5 separate regions of the Mus musculus genome follow, and all the other regions are linked to region 5. A link is a contact called in public Hi-C, HiChIP or PLAC-seq and promoter capture Hi-C data. All regions are on one chromosome and are shown on one strand. Each heading gives the region's core, a stretch centred on a gene start, on an enhancer-like site or on the middle of the called end of the contact. The rest is flanking DNA. Distances are from core to core; before and after follow the strand shown.

The links. Promoter capture Hi-C pulls out the DNA fragments that hold promoters and counts their contacts. A called contact is a pair of places that touch in the nucleus more often than the background predicts. HiChIP or PLAC-seq counts read pairs in DNA pulled down with a chosen protein or histone mark.
Region 1: a contact with region 5 is called in a Hi-C map of B cells, with 7 read pairs. The contact joins the promoter of Ptprc here to the promoter of Aspm in region 5. A contact is called at or near these places in 2 of 39 promoter capture datasets (the HPC-7 cell line and pre-B cells), 1 of 484 Hi-C or Micro-C datasets (B cells) and 1 of 115 datasets of contacts at active chromatin or transcription factors (large pre-B cells).
Region 2: a contact with region 5 is called in an H3K4me3 HiChIP or PLAC-seq map of bone marrow-derived macrophages, with 5 times the contacts expected there. The contact joins the enhancer-like site here to the promoter of Aspm in region 5. A contact is called at or near these places in 3 of 39 promoter capture datasets (the C10 cell line, hippocampal neurons and pre-B cells), 1 of 484 Hi-C or Micro-C datasets (CD4 T cells) and 2 of 115 datasets of contacts at active chromatin or transcription factors (bone marrow-derived macrophages and large pre-B cells).
Region 3: a Hi-C map of uterus shows a contact between it and region 5, with 4 times the contacts expected there. The contact joins the enhancer-like site here to the promoter of Aspm in region 5. A contact is called at or near these places in 8 of 39 promoter capture datasets (embryonic stem cells, frontonasal cranial neural crest, hippocampal neurons and 4 more), 3 of 484 Hi-C or Micro-C datasets (cerebral cortex, cortical neurons and uterus) and 3 of 115 datasets of contacts at active chromatin or transcription factors (the 230-238 cell line, large pre-B cells and stem cell-derived neural progenitor cells).
Region 4: a contact with region 5 is called in a promoter capture Hi-C map of pre-B cells, with 2.5 times the contacts expected there. The contact joins the enhancer-like site here to the promoter of Aspm in region 5. A contact is called at or near these places in 4 of 39 promoter capture datasets (the C10 cell line, hippocampal neurons, maxillary cranial neural crest and 1 more) and 2 of 115 datasets of contacts at active chromatin or transcription factors (large pre-B cells and pro-B cells).

Annotation. Positions count from the first base shown.
Region 1 is chr1:138,173,753-138,176,452 of GRCm38.p6, forward strand. Ptprc (protein tyrosine phosphatase, receptor type, C) reads right to left here and starts at 1,374. Exons shown (of 32, transcript NM_001111316.2): 1 at 1,263-1,374. The coding sequence starts at 1,335.
Region 2 is chr1:138,079,407-138,082,106 of GRCm38.p6, forward strand. Ptprc (protein tyrosine phosphatase, receptor type, C) reads right to left here. Exons shown (of 32, transcript NM_001111316.2): 23 at 1,431-1,588; 24 at 729-864. Among named protein-coding and RNA genes, the nearest start is that of Gm34353, 87 kb to the left of the region's middle. Within about 2 kb of position 1,390, at least 3 of the 459 cell types and tissues checked have an H3K27ac peak or open chromatin away from gene starts, as enhancers often do. A contact at or near this core is called in bone marrow-derived macrophages, where this site is marked.
Region 3 is chr1:140,538,894-140,541,593 of GRCm38.p6, forward strand. The region is part of intron 21 of Kcnt2 (potassium channel, subfamily T, member 2); the gene reads left to right. Among named protein-coding and RNA genes, the nearest start is that of 4930590L20Rik, 120 kb to the right of the region's middle. Within about 2 kb of position 1,373, at least 1 of the 459 cell types and tissues checked has an H3K27ac peak or open chromatin away from gene starts, as enhancers often do. A contact at or near this core is called in uterus, where this site is marked.
Region 4 is chr1:138,123,004-138,125,703 of GRCm38.p6, forward strand. The region is part of intron 2 of Ptprc (protein tyrosine phosphatase, receptor type, C); the gene reads right to left. Among named protein-coding and RNA genes, the nearest start is that of Ptprc, 51 kb to the right of the region's middle. Within about 2 kb of position 1,313, at least 23 of the 459 cell types and tissues checked have an H3K27ac peak or open chromatin away from gene starts, as enhancers often do. A contact at or near this core is called in pre-B cells and pro-B cells, where this site is marked.
Region 5 is chr1:139,453,409-139,456,108 of GRCm38.p6, forward strand. Aspm (abnormal spindle microtubule assembly) reads left to right here and starts at 1,365. Exons shown (of 28, transcript NM_009791.4): 1 at 1,365-1,796. The coding sequence starts at 1,524.

The sequences.
Region 1 (2,700 bases), core at 124-2,623, 1.3 Mb before region 5:
CTCTTTACATTATAACAAAAATCATAGAGAGCTCACGACCTGGGAAGTAGTTGGTGCATTGTGACAAGATTCTGTGGTGCCCTGCATTGTTTAAAATCATCTTATGCCAGATAAACCTCATCCAAGCAAATTCGCAACTTACCTAACTGGATTTTCTTTTGAAAAAAAAATCCATCTTTCCAATTAAAAAGCAAAACAAACTTATTGTGATAACATCAACAAACAAGTATCTGAGGCTGCATTTCTTTTCCAGGCCCTCAGACAACACAGAGCAGACGTTAGCCGGCTTAGTACCAGGGATTTCTTTGGAAACGAGAGGAGTGAACATCAGGAAAAAAATAAAATTGAATTCTGATACAATTAACTATTTTCCCCATTTAAAAGTATCTTAGATTAAACACTACAAGGAGAAATGCCATCTAGCTGTAACTTGATAATCAACTCATGTCTCAAAGAGAAACTACTCCAGAAATAATTATTGACCAGACCAGATATGTAAGAAGGACTGAACCTTCAGTAAGCAGTGCCTGCCTGGTCACCCTGTCCTGAAGGACACAGCATTTGTAGGAATTTTATGAACTGTAACACACGTCTACCTTTTCAAGGCTGTACTCTGTACCCATCACCCAGGAAGGGCGGTGGCTCTACCAGAATTTCCACAGCAGAATTCATAGGAAGCATTATCTCAGAACTAAAATGATTAATTCAAAACACATTCGATGGTAAGACAACACGGAGAGTTTTTAAAGCACCTAATGTGCTCTTCAGCCTTTCTGTAGCTGAGCATTCAAAACCCTATTTTAATAATCATTAACATTTGAGGAAACAACCCTTTGTCTGAAGAGACTGGCTTACACACAAGCAAAGCTGTCTCGTGATTTTAAACCTTTCATATTTTGATCAAAAGCATTAAAAGCTGACTTAATTAACAATTCCTCTAACCATAGCAGATGCAGGTTGGATCAATTGCTTTAGCTACATTCCTGAACAGTTTCCAAATAAAGAGAGACAAAGAGAGTCAACTTTCCTATTAAAGTGTGATCTTTCCCCGAAACATTTATGTATTTTGAACAGAAGCAGTGTATGCTGCCCTCCACTAGGCCTTGTTTCTCTGAACAACGGCAAACTTGAACATGGAGTAACGAATCTTCTTACTTTCAATATCCATCACACGCAACTTTTAAAAATAGCCATTTCAACCTAGCCTTTGCCACAAAATCAACAAAATACAAGGAAGTAAAAATGAATATGGGTGTGCTTACCTGTGACAAAGACTTCTGTGTCCAGAAGGGCAAATCCAAAGGCCAGAAGTTTGAGCCACAAACCCATGGTCATATCTGGAGATCAGCTGTGCCCCTAAGAAATAGGGTCTCCCTGAAAGGCAAAATAATGGTTATCTCTCTTGAAGTTTGTCTCTGTAAAGCTAAGTCAAAACTAAAAGAAAAGAACGCATACTTTGCACTCTGTCTTATCAGATGGGGAGCAAGTTTCCTACTCTCTTACCCTAAGAACAAACCACTTGCTAGCTACATGCACTGCTAAATGGTGATGTCAGATTCGGTTTTACTAACTTCTCCAAAAATACTGTAAAGGGTCCTCTTTGCAGGAAGTTAAAAAAAAAAAAAAAAAGGTCGTTCAAAGTCAGTGCAATGGCTTCTTACTTCCTTAATTCAAGTAATTATGCTGTTAGCGGTTCGTCTCAATTTTCCTCTAAAGGAAAACAGTTTTAAACTATATAAATATTGCTCCTTTTTAATATCTTTTTAAGGAAGCTTTATTCAAAAACAATACATCCCTCCCAAGTCATCAATAATTTTCTTACCCAAGATATGACAAGCTTCCACATGAGTATAACAACATAGGGGTTGGCAAGATAACACAGTGACTAAGCTGGTACGAGGCTCTGAAGTTCGTTGAAGACGACCAAGTGACCCAAACCAACTGTCTTTCTGCTTATGTCTGCCAACTCCTGTTATTTACCATAAGGAGCTCAGACTCAAATGGTATGCCTATTTCCTCGGTGATGTGGCTTTCCTATGCAAAACTACCTTCACTGGCTTTAAAGAGCCTCCCAATTTGTTTTTCAGGGCTGCTGGTGGTGGTTTCATTGAGTTTTATGCAGGTATCTCCTTGAGTGGTGGAGTGAGACTCTCCTCTGTGCATCAGTGAATTCTGCTTCAAGACAGGAGTGCCCCTACATTTGGGGTTGCTCTGTGCTATTTACCAATGAAAGAAGAGCAATGAAAACCAAGCCTTGTCTTTTACAAAGTTAACTTGTTTCTTTTGATCATAGTATTTCCCCACCCCACCACACACATCCCTGATCAATTTCACATGTATATTGAATTTGCATTATTTCCCCCCACTCTCTCTTTTCCCCAGAACCCTCCTATGTCCAAATACACAGATTCATCCCTAATTCATACCATTTATTCTTTAACTTTTATTGCTACACACACACCTACAAATAAACGCATCCCTACACACACATACACTCATACACACACACCCCTACACATGTATACACACACTCACACACACACACACACACACACACACACCTGAAGGTATAACCTACTGAGTTTGTTTAGTGGTGTATGTGTGTGTGTGTGTGTGTGTGTAGATGTGTAGATGTGTAGGTGTGTGTGTATGTGTCTGTGTTTGTCTGTGTGTACATAGGGTTGACTACCTGGTATCACA
Region 2 (2,700 bases), core at 140-2,639, 1.4 Mb before region 5:
TGCCAAACAGACATTTTCTATAGTAACTATTTCATCCAATTACTGAATGCCACACACAGCACATGCCCCAAAGATGCCTAAGTGCTTCAACTTATAATTTCCTTTTAACCATTTGTTGTTGTTGTTATATGAGACAAATACTGACTTTATCTCAGCACTAATTACATTTTATGGGTGGTTTATCTGGAGCATTGAAAGATTAAAAGAAATCCAAAAATGCATAAAATGAGTAATTTGGGGCCTTTATTTGAACTTCTGAGCTCTAATCCAAAGAGCCAGGTTCTTGCAGGTGTGGTGTTAGTCTAGCACTTTAGAGGCTAGGGCAGGATTTCTGCTGCAAATTTAAGACCATATGGACTGCTGACAGGGACTGACCATGTCTGGAAAGATAAAGAAAAGATACTCCCATCTTTTATTTTATCCTGTCTGCTCAGTGTTATGAAAAGTTGCCAATGCTATGTTCTTTCTCTTCGGGCTCAATCATGCAAATGACTTAATTGTTTAGAAACTATATTAAGTTCACCTTGCTTCCACTTATATACTTCTACAAGTACAAGGAGCTTCTGATGAAAATTAGCTCATTTTAGCTTACAAAAATTAAAACATCATCTTCTTTCACTATTTGAATCTGTAAATAATACGCATTTCTTTTAAGCTCCTCACTACTGCCCCAGAAGATTGAAATACCCAAACGACAGGTATCCTATTCACATAAACTAAGACTGTACCTCCACTTGCACCATCAGACACCTCTGTCGCCTTAGCTTGACAACATAACCATAGACATCCACTTTGCCCTCTGCTTCCAGGCCTTCCAGCATGGCATCAATTCCAATGTAGGTACCTGTACGCCCAACACCAGCACTAAGGGAACAAACAGAAAAGTAAGGTGTGAGGTATACCAGATGTCTCAGTGGGTGAAGGAACCTGAATGGCAAGACTGTTGACATGAACTTGATCCCTGAATTCCACTTAAAGGTGGAAGGAAAGAACTGAATTCATAATGCTCAATAAAGCTCTCCTCCATCCTAAAACCACCGCTACCACAAAGGCACAGATAACACACACACACACACACACACACACACACACATGCATTTAAAAAAAATAACAGAAAAAATGTGTGAGTCATGTTCACAAGGGAGAAGTGAAACAACCATCAAGAAGAAGCAATAGTACAATTTTATCTTAAAAATTCCATTTTTACTTTCAGGAGCTTGCTATTTAATTGACAAAACATGTCAGTTTATGCCCCCAGAAATGTATGGAATTATAAAATGTCAATTCATAAGACAACTATTTGAGAAATAAATATAAGTTCATCTTAGCAGATTGTTTACAAAATAGCACTAGCTAATAAAGATCTCCCTAACTGCCCAACCAAAGGGTTGGACACACTGACAGGCCTACTTGCCCTACAGAGTCTTTACCTGCAGTGCACCACAATGGGACCACTGAAGAAGTTGCTAAAAGCATTAACTCTCCGTCGAAGTTTGAGGAGCAGGTGAGGGTCTTCAGGAACCCCATGGTCTGGCCAGCTGGTGAATTGGATATGAGTCACTTCTCTTCCAGTTGCTTTTTCTTTTTTCTACTCAAGAGAGAAGGCATTCTTTGAGAAAGTTTCTTTCAAAACAAACTCAGTGAGGCAGATATATAAAACAGAAGACCTGTACAATAGGTTCCTTCTGTAAGTATCTCCAAACCCTTGCCTCAGACCCTCTCTACCTTGCTTTTCCAGAACTGAATTTCCTATCCCACTACTAACAGTTCATGAGAAGTCAGACTAAGAATCACATGCACTGACCAGTAAACCAGTAATGAGCGGATAAAGAAAGAGTTAATAAAGTAGAAACTCCTTGGACCTTCTGTGCTATGAAGTCAAAGTTTAAAAAACAAAAAACAAAACAAAAATAAAAAAAACCCTAAGACACGGAGAGCCATAATAGACGGAGTTTTGTATACTGAGTAAATTCCATCCACATAGCTCTTTAGAATTTATCTACTTGGTTTCCCAGCAAGCAGGACTATTTCCCACATGGAGAAGTATAATTAATTATTTAGTTTGTGTTCTGCTCTATAGATTCTCACCCAGAGAATTACCGCCTTTCAAAATATAACTAATAAGATAATATTTTCTTTTTAGCTTTCCAATAGACAACACATAAATTCATTAGAACAGATAGCTCAGAATAATCACAGTGAGTAGATAAGCATTGGCTTCTGTACAGTTCCCATATACATGCAATAGCATCCCTTGCCCAGCATGCATTTTTCTATTGGCTTTAGACAGGATTGTTCATCCCCAAAAGCAGAGCAGGGGGGGATGCCATCAGAGCAAAGAGGGCTTTAGGAGAAATACCCAGCAAATATGGCGTTTTGTTTTGTTTTGATTTGTTTTCCCGGGGAAAACGTGTATTAATAAAGTTCAGGTTACCGAGCCTCCAAAAGTAGGATTCAAAGAAATGTTTAACTCAGATAAAGTGTGGAAATTTCAATTGCATTACTAGGGTATACATGGTGAATCAAAAACTCCAGAATGGTACCTCATCACTATGTAATGGAAAAACATTTTGGCACTACAAAGTGAAAGTCTGAGCTCATCTCACTCCATATTCTGACACTCTGAGCCTAAGGCAACTCCTGATGTATGTTCTGTATTCATATGTTCTGTATTCATGTATTCATATCTAGAATTTTCCA
Region 3 (2,700 bases), core at 123-2,622, 1.1 Mb after region 5:
TAACTCTTTGGGGCCATCGAGAAAGAGAAAGAAAGAGAAACTTCACACACACACACACACACACACACACACACACACACACACACACACACACAGTGAGTATATGAAGCAAAAGACAGAGTCCAATAACATTATACATATAAACATATGTATACATGCATGCATACATATGTACATACATACATGCATACATACTTTCATACACACATGCATATATACTTATATACAGACATATACACATTTACAGATAGAATGGTTAGAGAAAATCTCCAGCAAGCAGGCTTCAAGCATTACATACACATATATACACATGTGTGTATGTATATGTGTGTGTACACGCACACACACACATGCAATTGTGGATGGCTCAAGCTTCAATATACATACAGTCAGGATGTATAAACATGCATATATACACAGAGTTGATGGATAGCACACTTTGTTTTTTCTCCCATAGCTTATATATTCCATAAAAATCTTCCAATCAATGTAAAATTACAGTGTGATTGCATTTTTGATTTCTTTTACTCAATGATTATTTAAAAATGTGTTTCCCAATATCTTTATAAGAAATAACATTATACGTAGTACAGGTAGAGAAAACAATTTATAAAAAAAAATCCATGTACATTTGTAACTAAGCAATTTGTTATAGATTAATAAACTATAAGCAAATAACTCAGCCAGTTTCTCTTACTAGTAGACAGCAAGGAGTAATTATTTTATTATTTATCTTTAAAATTAATCCTGTAAGAATCTTAAAGGAATCACAAATATAAACTTTTATATAAAAATCAGTAATACCTACTGTAAAATCCTTAGAATGATTATCTACTCATCAGCAATTCTCATTAAATCATATCGGGAAGCTGAGGGCAAAAACTGGATATAAGAAACTAATCACCGACAGCCCGGCCTCAGTGAATCATGTTAGCCAGTGCTACCATTGTTCTTGTTCCCTGACCATAAAGTTCCCTAGCTTAACTAATAACAGTGTGACTTTCAGAACATCAATTTGTTTCCTAAGATTTTTTTTTTTTTTGCTAGAGCCAGTAGTAAAAACACCTATAACTAGCTTTACTAAGAATTTTCTTTATCTAAATGTTTTCTAAGGCTGATGGTCATTGCTTGACAATCTACACATCTAAGTTCTTCTCTAGGATTGTACCCTAGCAGCAACGCCTGAAAGAGATCAAGCTATATTATTGTGAGTGCGAGAGTTACTGCCCATAAGGGAATGGAAACCCCCTTAAAGTTTTCATATCTTTCTTAGATTAATAGGGATGTGAGGGCAGAAAGCAGATCAGAACTCCAAGTCACATAGTCCTTGGGGTTGTGCCATGACAAGGCTCACCAATGTGGGTGTGGTTACTTGTTGGCCTCATTCCATAGGTTCTAAAGCCATTTGTCACTCCACAGGCATTGCCCTCAGCATTAAGTCAGGCATAGATTGTTCCAAAGCCAGAAGAGGAGACTGCACAGAAGAAAAAGATATCCCAGAAGAAACTGAAGAAACAAAAACTCATGGCCTGGGAATAAATTCAGCATAAAATAAATGCAGATAAAGTTAAAAAAAAAAAGAATCTTTGCTACATCACATGGCAATCCATTTCTGTTGATGGCTGTGAAACAAATAGTCATTGTGAAGCCATGCAGTCCTCAGTCTTATGATTGTATTGCATCAACGACACAAGGCACATATAACCACATATAACCACACATCATGGGATTATAAACATGCCCCACCACACTAGGAATGACTTCATTTGATTCTACAAATTTCCCCCTTGTATCTATCTATCTATCTATCTATCTATCTATCTATCTATCTACTTAATAATAGTACAATTAATTAATAATATATTAATTATATATTAAGTCATATAATTATTTAAATTAATACAATATATAGACACATATGTATGTATATATGTGTGTACATATACATATGCATATGCATATACATATACATATACATATACATATAGGAAGACATAGTCATTTCTTGTTAACCGTTTGGTCTGTGGTCTTAATTTCCCTCCTTTGTTGGGATGAAATAGTTCAGAAAATAGGTGATAGATGTCAAGAAGTTTGTATTTCCCCCCAAAACCCCTTATGACCAAATGCAAGCAAAATTTGTAAGAGGAAGTTGGCTATTCCACCAAGCACACCTGGGATTCTTTTTAGTTTCACTTTTTTTTGTCTTGTAGCTCATGTCCTAGCATCTGAGAGAACTAGAACAGATCAAGAGAATTCAGGTTCTCTAAGGTTTAGGAGTTACACTCTGATAACCTGTCTACAGAAAACATTTACAAAGTGTTTTATAAGCAGAACTTAAAATACAGTCAGCAAGAGCAAATGCTTTTAAAAAGAAGTTTGAAAAATAAGTACTTGTAAGAATGCTTCAGGAGCTTTAATTAGCTTACTCTTCTTACATGTACCATCTTTAAGATTTATCCCACCTCTGCCCCTGGGCCACAGTCTTTTGTGATTTACTTAGGCCTTCGTGATAAGTGCCTTTTTTTTTTTTTTTTTTTTTTTTGTTATGGTTTTTGTTTGGTTGGTTTTTTTGAGACAGGGTTTCTCTGTGTAACCCTGGCTGTCCTGGAACTCACTTTGTAGACCAGGCTGGCCTTGAACTAAGAACTCAGAAATCCGCTGGCCTCTGCCTCCCAAGTGCTGGGATTAAAGGTGTGCACC
Region 4 (2,700 bases), core at 63-2,562, 1.3 Mb before region 5:
AAAATTGACTGGGAAGCAGTTCCTCTTAGCTCTCTTCCAATCTAATCGTTGGGGAGCTACCCAAAGCAACTGGATTCAGAAGAATGAAACCTAATTTGTAAAAATGTCTAAAGGAAACTTGAAAAGACTTACAGATTGTAAGCAATGGTGGAGAAGGATAACGCCAGAAATTAATCATTAGGAGACTTTGGATTCCACGTGGAATAAAGCAAAGAAAGGAAAAGAAAAGAAAAGAAAAGAAAAGAAAAGAAAAGAAAAGAAAAGAAAAGAAAAGAGAATAGGAAAGGAAAGGAAAGGAAAGGGAAGGGAAGGGAAGGGAAGGGAAGGGAAGGGAAGGGAAGGGAAGGGAAGGAAAGGAAAGGAAAGGAAAGGAAAGGAAAGGAAAGGAAAGGAAAGGAAAGGAAAGGAAAGGAAAGGAAAAACTCTGGGTGAATCCGGTCTATGGGTCATGTCTGTAGCTCCATCACTCAAGAGCTGACTGCAAGTTCTAGGCAGCTTGAACTAAATCAGGAGCCCCTGTCTAGAAACAAATTGTCCTGCATGTGTAGATTCAAAAGATAAGCCAATCAATCAAATGAAGCCAAGGGAGAGTTCTATAAGCAAAACCTGAAAACAAAACTCACAAACTGAAGTGCAAGTGATCTGCTCTTATAAAACTATGAAAATGTGTTTGCCTTTTAATCAGAGACATGTGATGCTGAAATAAACTTGTTCTAACTTACTGTTCTAAAGGGCAGATGTGTCAGAAGGGAGTGAAAGATAATACTGTTCAGTGGGTGTGGATATGTAAGCTGTCTGCAAGGAGTTTGCACATGGGGTAAATCAAACACTTCTCTGTTTTCCTTTATTTAAAATGTTTTTATTTTTGTGAAAAGAGAAATAAATCAAATTTAGTTTTGTTTAATTACATATATAAATATATATAATCTATAATTTAGTTTTGTTTAATTACATATATATATATATATATATATATATATATATATATATATATATATATACACATATATATAAAATCTATCTGCATGTAACTTGATCGCCAGAAGAGGGCACCAAATCCCATTACAGATGGTTGTAAGCCACCATATGGTTTCTGGGAACTGAACTCACCTCTGGAATGGACTCAGGACACCTGTTCTCTTATCCACTGAGCCATCTCCAAAGTCCCCTAAATTTAGTTTTTAAAATCATCATGTTCTCTCTCTCGGATTATTAGGGATGTTATTTTTAATTGTCCCTTGCTTAATGTGTATTAACGTCTTTGAGTATTAAAATACGCAGTTTTTGAAGATTCACTTCCTCAAAACTAGTTGCACTTTAACAAATAAAGACTAAAACAACCTTTGCAAATTGAACTAGAGGTAAGACATACCTCTCATATTCAGGACCACTCTTCTAACCTAATTGTCCCTCACCCACTATGCATTGAATTAAAAGGAAGACCAAATTTTTTAAAAAGGAAGGAGGAAGTGGGAAACAGAAAAGCAGAGAGGGAGAGAAGAGAGGTGGAAGGAGGGATTTTTAAATCTGGTGCACATAGTGTTAACTCAGCGCCCTTTTACAGATGACAATTTATTTTTTGGTTAGATCAACTAATTGGAAAGGTTGCAATGGTCTCCTGGCCTGAGAGAATATTGCAGCAAGTTGTCCATCAAACACACTGACACTCCCTTGGAGTAAACCAACTACAAAAGGCTTTTGGATTTTAAACCCTCAATGTTAAAAACCCAAGCTGCTTTGAAGAGTGTGGTTCCTCAAGACATTTTCCAGCAAAGCAAATTCAGTCCTTGGTGTATGAAGATGTCTTCAGAGAAGTCTCTCGTGTTAATATCTTCGCAGACACTTAAGTTCAAGTCTCAGCAGTAAAATCTATGACTGCAAATTTGCCAATTCTCTAGTGTCCCTGAATCCTCATTTTGAACATTCTGAGTTTTTCACTGATTATCTTCTATTGGTGATATTTGGGGACACTGCTCCTCTTTGTATTATAGGCCACAATTCTAACTTAACTTTCAACAAGGTAAGAGAATAAGCTATCATTCCATCCCATCACCTTCCTCTCCTGCAACAATGTCTCGTCTACGTGAGCTGAGAGTAGCTTAATATTTTGTAAAGGAAAATGTCAAATTTCACTTAAGAAATTGGCATAAACCAATCACAACCTGCTCTGCAGCAAGTGTTTTATCAAATGTCTCTGCCACACACTAAAACTATACAATTCCAATATTAGACATTGAAAAAATAAAAGAATGTGGTTTTTTTTAAAGGCTCAGGAGTGGGATTTGTAAGTATCTGCATAGTGTTGCATTTAATGACAAATAATTCCTAGGATAATCAACTTTTAGCATTTCAGATTTGCTCCCCTTGAAATGTGCATTTAAGTTATTAAAACACTCATGTTTTACGGTCTCACTTACCTTCTTAAGACATACTGTCAGTCACATGATTAACCAGGAAACAAGCATTTACAGCAACAGAAACATGCAAGGGATCTAACTTCCCTTTACCCACCTGCAGGTCACTTCCTCTGTGTGTTTAGGCTTTAGAGAATTTTAACATCTATATTTGGTCATTAAAGAATTTTTAACACACTGGCAGCATGAGCACTATTTACATTGATTTTCTCAAAAGCTTTTAGAAAAAAATTAATTGAATTACAGTAGGAAACTTTGTAAACTATTAATGCAGCATATCTTAATA
Region 5 (2,700 bases), core at 115-2,614:
ACTCTACAGGATCTCACCCCAACCTAACAAGCTCCATTTCTGTTCCAGTCTTCAATGTGCCATCACTATTGGTTATAATCACAAAGAGAGATCATGTCTAAAAAACACAAAACAGCCCAACAACATGCTACCAGCTCATTACATCTCTGGTCAGCCAAGGAAACGTATAAAGGTGGTTAGTTCTGAACAGACATGTCAGATAGGAAGACTTGGTTTATATAAATATTTCTTGGCTAACTGGTAATGTGTGACAATCACTGTGGAACTTTCTGACATAGTGACACAATGTTGGTAAACCACACAAGTTACTAAAAAGAAATCACATTAACTGTACAGCATTGTTTGTAGGCACAAAATGAAAACTCAGCCTGGTCCCGTTTAAGAGAGTGTTTATTCAGAGGTCACATATGAAAGACCATGGCCAATGGACACAGATATAATTTATTCCAAGTTCGATGTTCCAAGGTCGTAACAAGTCAATGATGGTCTTGTTTTTGTTTTGTTGTTGTTTTTACAATACTTAGAGGCAACCGGACGTGGTAGTGCACGCCTTTAATCCCAGCACTTGGGAGGCAGAGGCAGGCGGATTTCTGAGTTCCAGGACAGCCTGGTCTACAGAGTGAGTTCCAGGACAGTCAGCGCTATACAGAGAAACCCTGTCTCGGGAAAAACAAAACAAAACAAAACAAAGCCAATTAGAGGCACTTTTCAAATACATAGGAGAAACATTAGACGTGTGCTAAGGCAATAGGGAACCCTGGTATAGCCTCAGATGCTGGCAGTACTCATTTTTGGTTGGTTGGAAACCAGTGCTGTATTTCTCCATACAACTATTTTACACAATGGTCACAAAGACATTAGGTAACTTAAGAAGGATAGCACGACATGGCTATTAAGACTAGCTAGTTGTGTTCCCCAGTAATTGTTTATAGTGCTTGGCCGCCAGCATTCTAACCCCTCCACCATCACTGATGTTCATATCACGCAGCCTTGCCTAGGAACCAGTTGAAGATGCCACTTCTTTCCAGGAACTTGTTCACAAGTTGCACTCAGCTATTCAGGACCGCATGCAGCCGTGGGTTGGACAGTTATGATACCCTTTTCTTCCCCGCAAAGTGTTTAAAACACCAAGGCTAATTTCCGTTCTAATTGACCGGCTCGTAGAGTCGGGGAAATTTGCTGCCCTGTTTTGTTTTTGCCCCAGGTAACCCTGACAACCCCACCATCGTTTAAACAAGGCGCCGCTTCCTCATTGGCCAGGCGCTTTCGTTCGCTCATTGGCTCTTTTTAGTGATGTGGGCGGGTTTCTCCTCGCTGGTTGGTGCTGTAGCGAGGAGGTTCCGGGAGCTCCCATTGGTGGAGGCGCGATATTTGAACCGAGCAAAAGCGGCTGGGCTACTTTCCCGGGAGTTTAGGGGATCTTTTTGGCTTTTTGATCTTTGTCCTTGTCCTGGTCGTTGGCTTCCGGGAAGCCGGCGGGAGCCGGACAGCGGGTACCTGACTGCCCGGTACGGGTGGCTGCCATGGCGACGATGCAGGCAGCCTCCTGCCCAGAGGAGAGGGGGCGGCGGGCGCGACCAGATCCTGAGGCCGGGGACCCGTCTCCGCCGGTGCTGTTGCTCAGCCACTTCTGCGGCGTTCCCTTCCTCTGCTTCGGGGATGTCCGCGTGGGCACGTCGCGGACGCGGTCTCTGGTCCTGCACAACCCGCACGAGGAACCTCTGCAGGTGGAGCTGTCGCTGCTGCGCGCCGCAGGCCAGGGCTTCAGCGTGGCGCCGAACCGCTGCGAGCTGAAGGTGGGTGCGAGGGGCACGTCCCCGTGGCGTCACCTTGGGATATAGTAAGAAACTCTGAGAAGATCTGAATCAGCTCCTAGTCTTCACGGTGGGGCTAGGAGATAATGGGACTCCGAGACCAAGTCGGTGTACTGTTTTGATCTTGGGACGCTCTCCTTGCAGGGTAGGGCAGGGATACAACAGGACCCCAAGACCTTGTCAGCTCCGGGACTTGACCAGGGATGGGAAAGTGGGTGGGGCTCCCTCTGCCTAGGCGAGGCTGGAAAAGAGCTAGACCCAACACCAAATCTACTCTCCTTCTTGACCCCGGGAACACCCTCTGCAGAAGTGGGACTACTAGAGAGGAAGACCCCAGCACCACGTCAACTCAGTTGACGGGCTTTGGTGTCTTGCAGTTTGGAAAAAGTGGGCAGTAACTCGCTTGGAATGATGATTAAAAGCGCGTGCACCTGCCATCCCTAGAAGCATTTCAGAGAGTTTCTGTTAAACAGATAAGCGTTTTAAATAGACGTTTGGCAGGCGTTGCAAAATATGTTTGAGTATCTAAAGATGATATACTTTAACATTTCCCTGTTTTGAGACAGGAGGAGTACATTGATGAAACTTTTCTAATTGCTTCTTTTCAGCCATTTTAATATGCATTTGTTTTTCTTATGTTTGGACTCAGTGGAACTACATTTCTATTGTGATAATGAAAAAAAAAACTATTTTGTTTAAATATCCAGTCCAAACCCTTACATGTGATGTGTAGGCAACCTTTGTATTTTACTCTTTTTTTTTTTTTTTCCTTTTGCTATTCTTGTAGTCTTAAGAGGTGTTTCATTCTGACTGGATTACTTTTCAATGAGTAGAATCTCTAAAGCTGTGGAAACAGTTAGCTGAGGGAGCCTGCACACACCGCCTA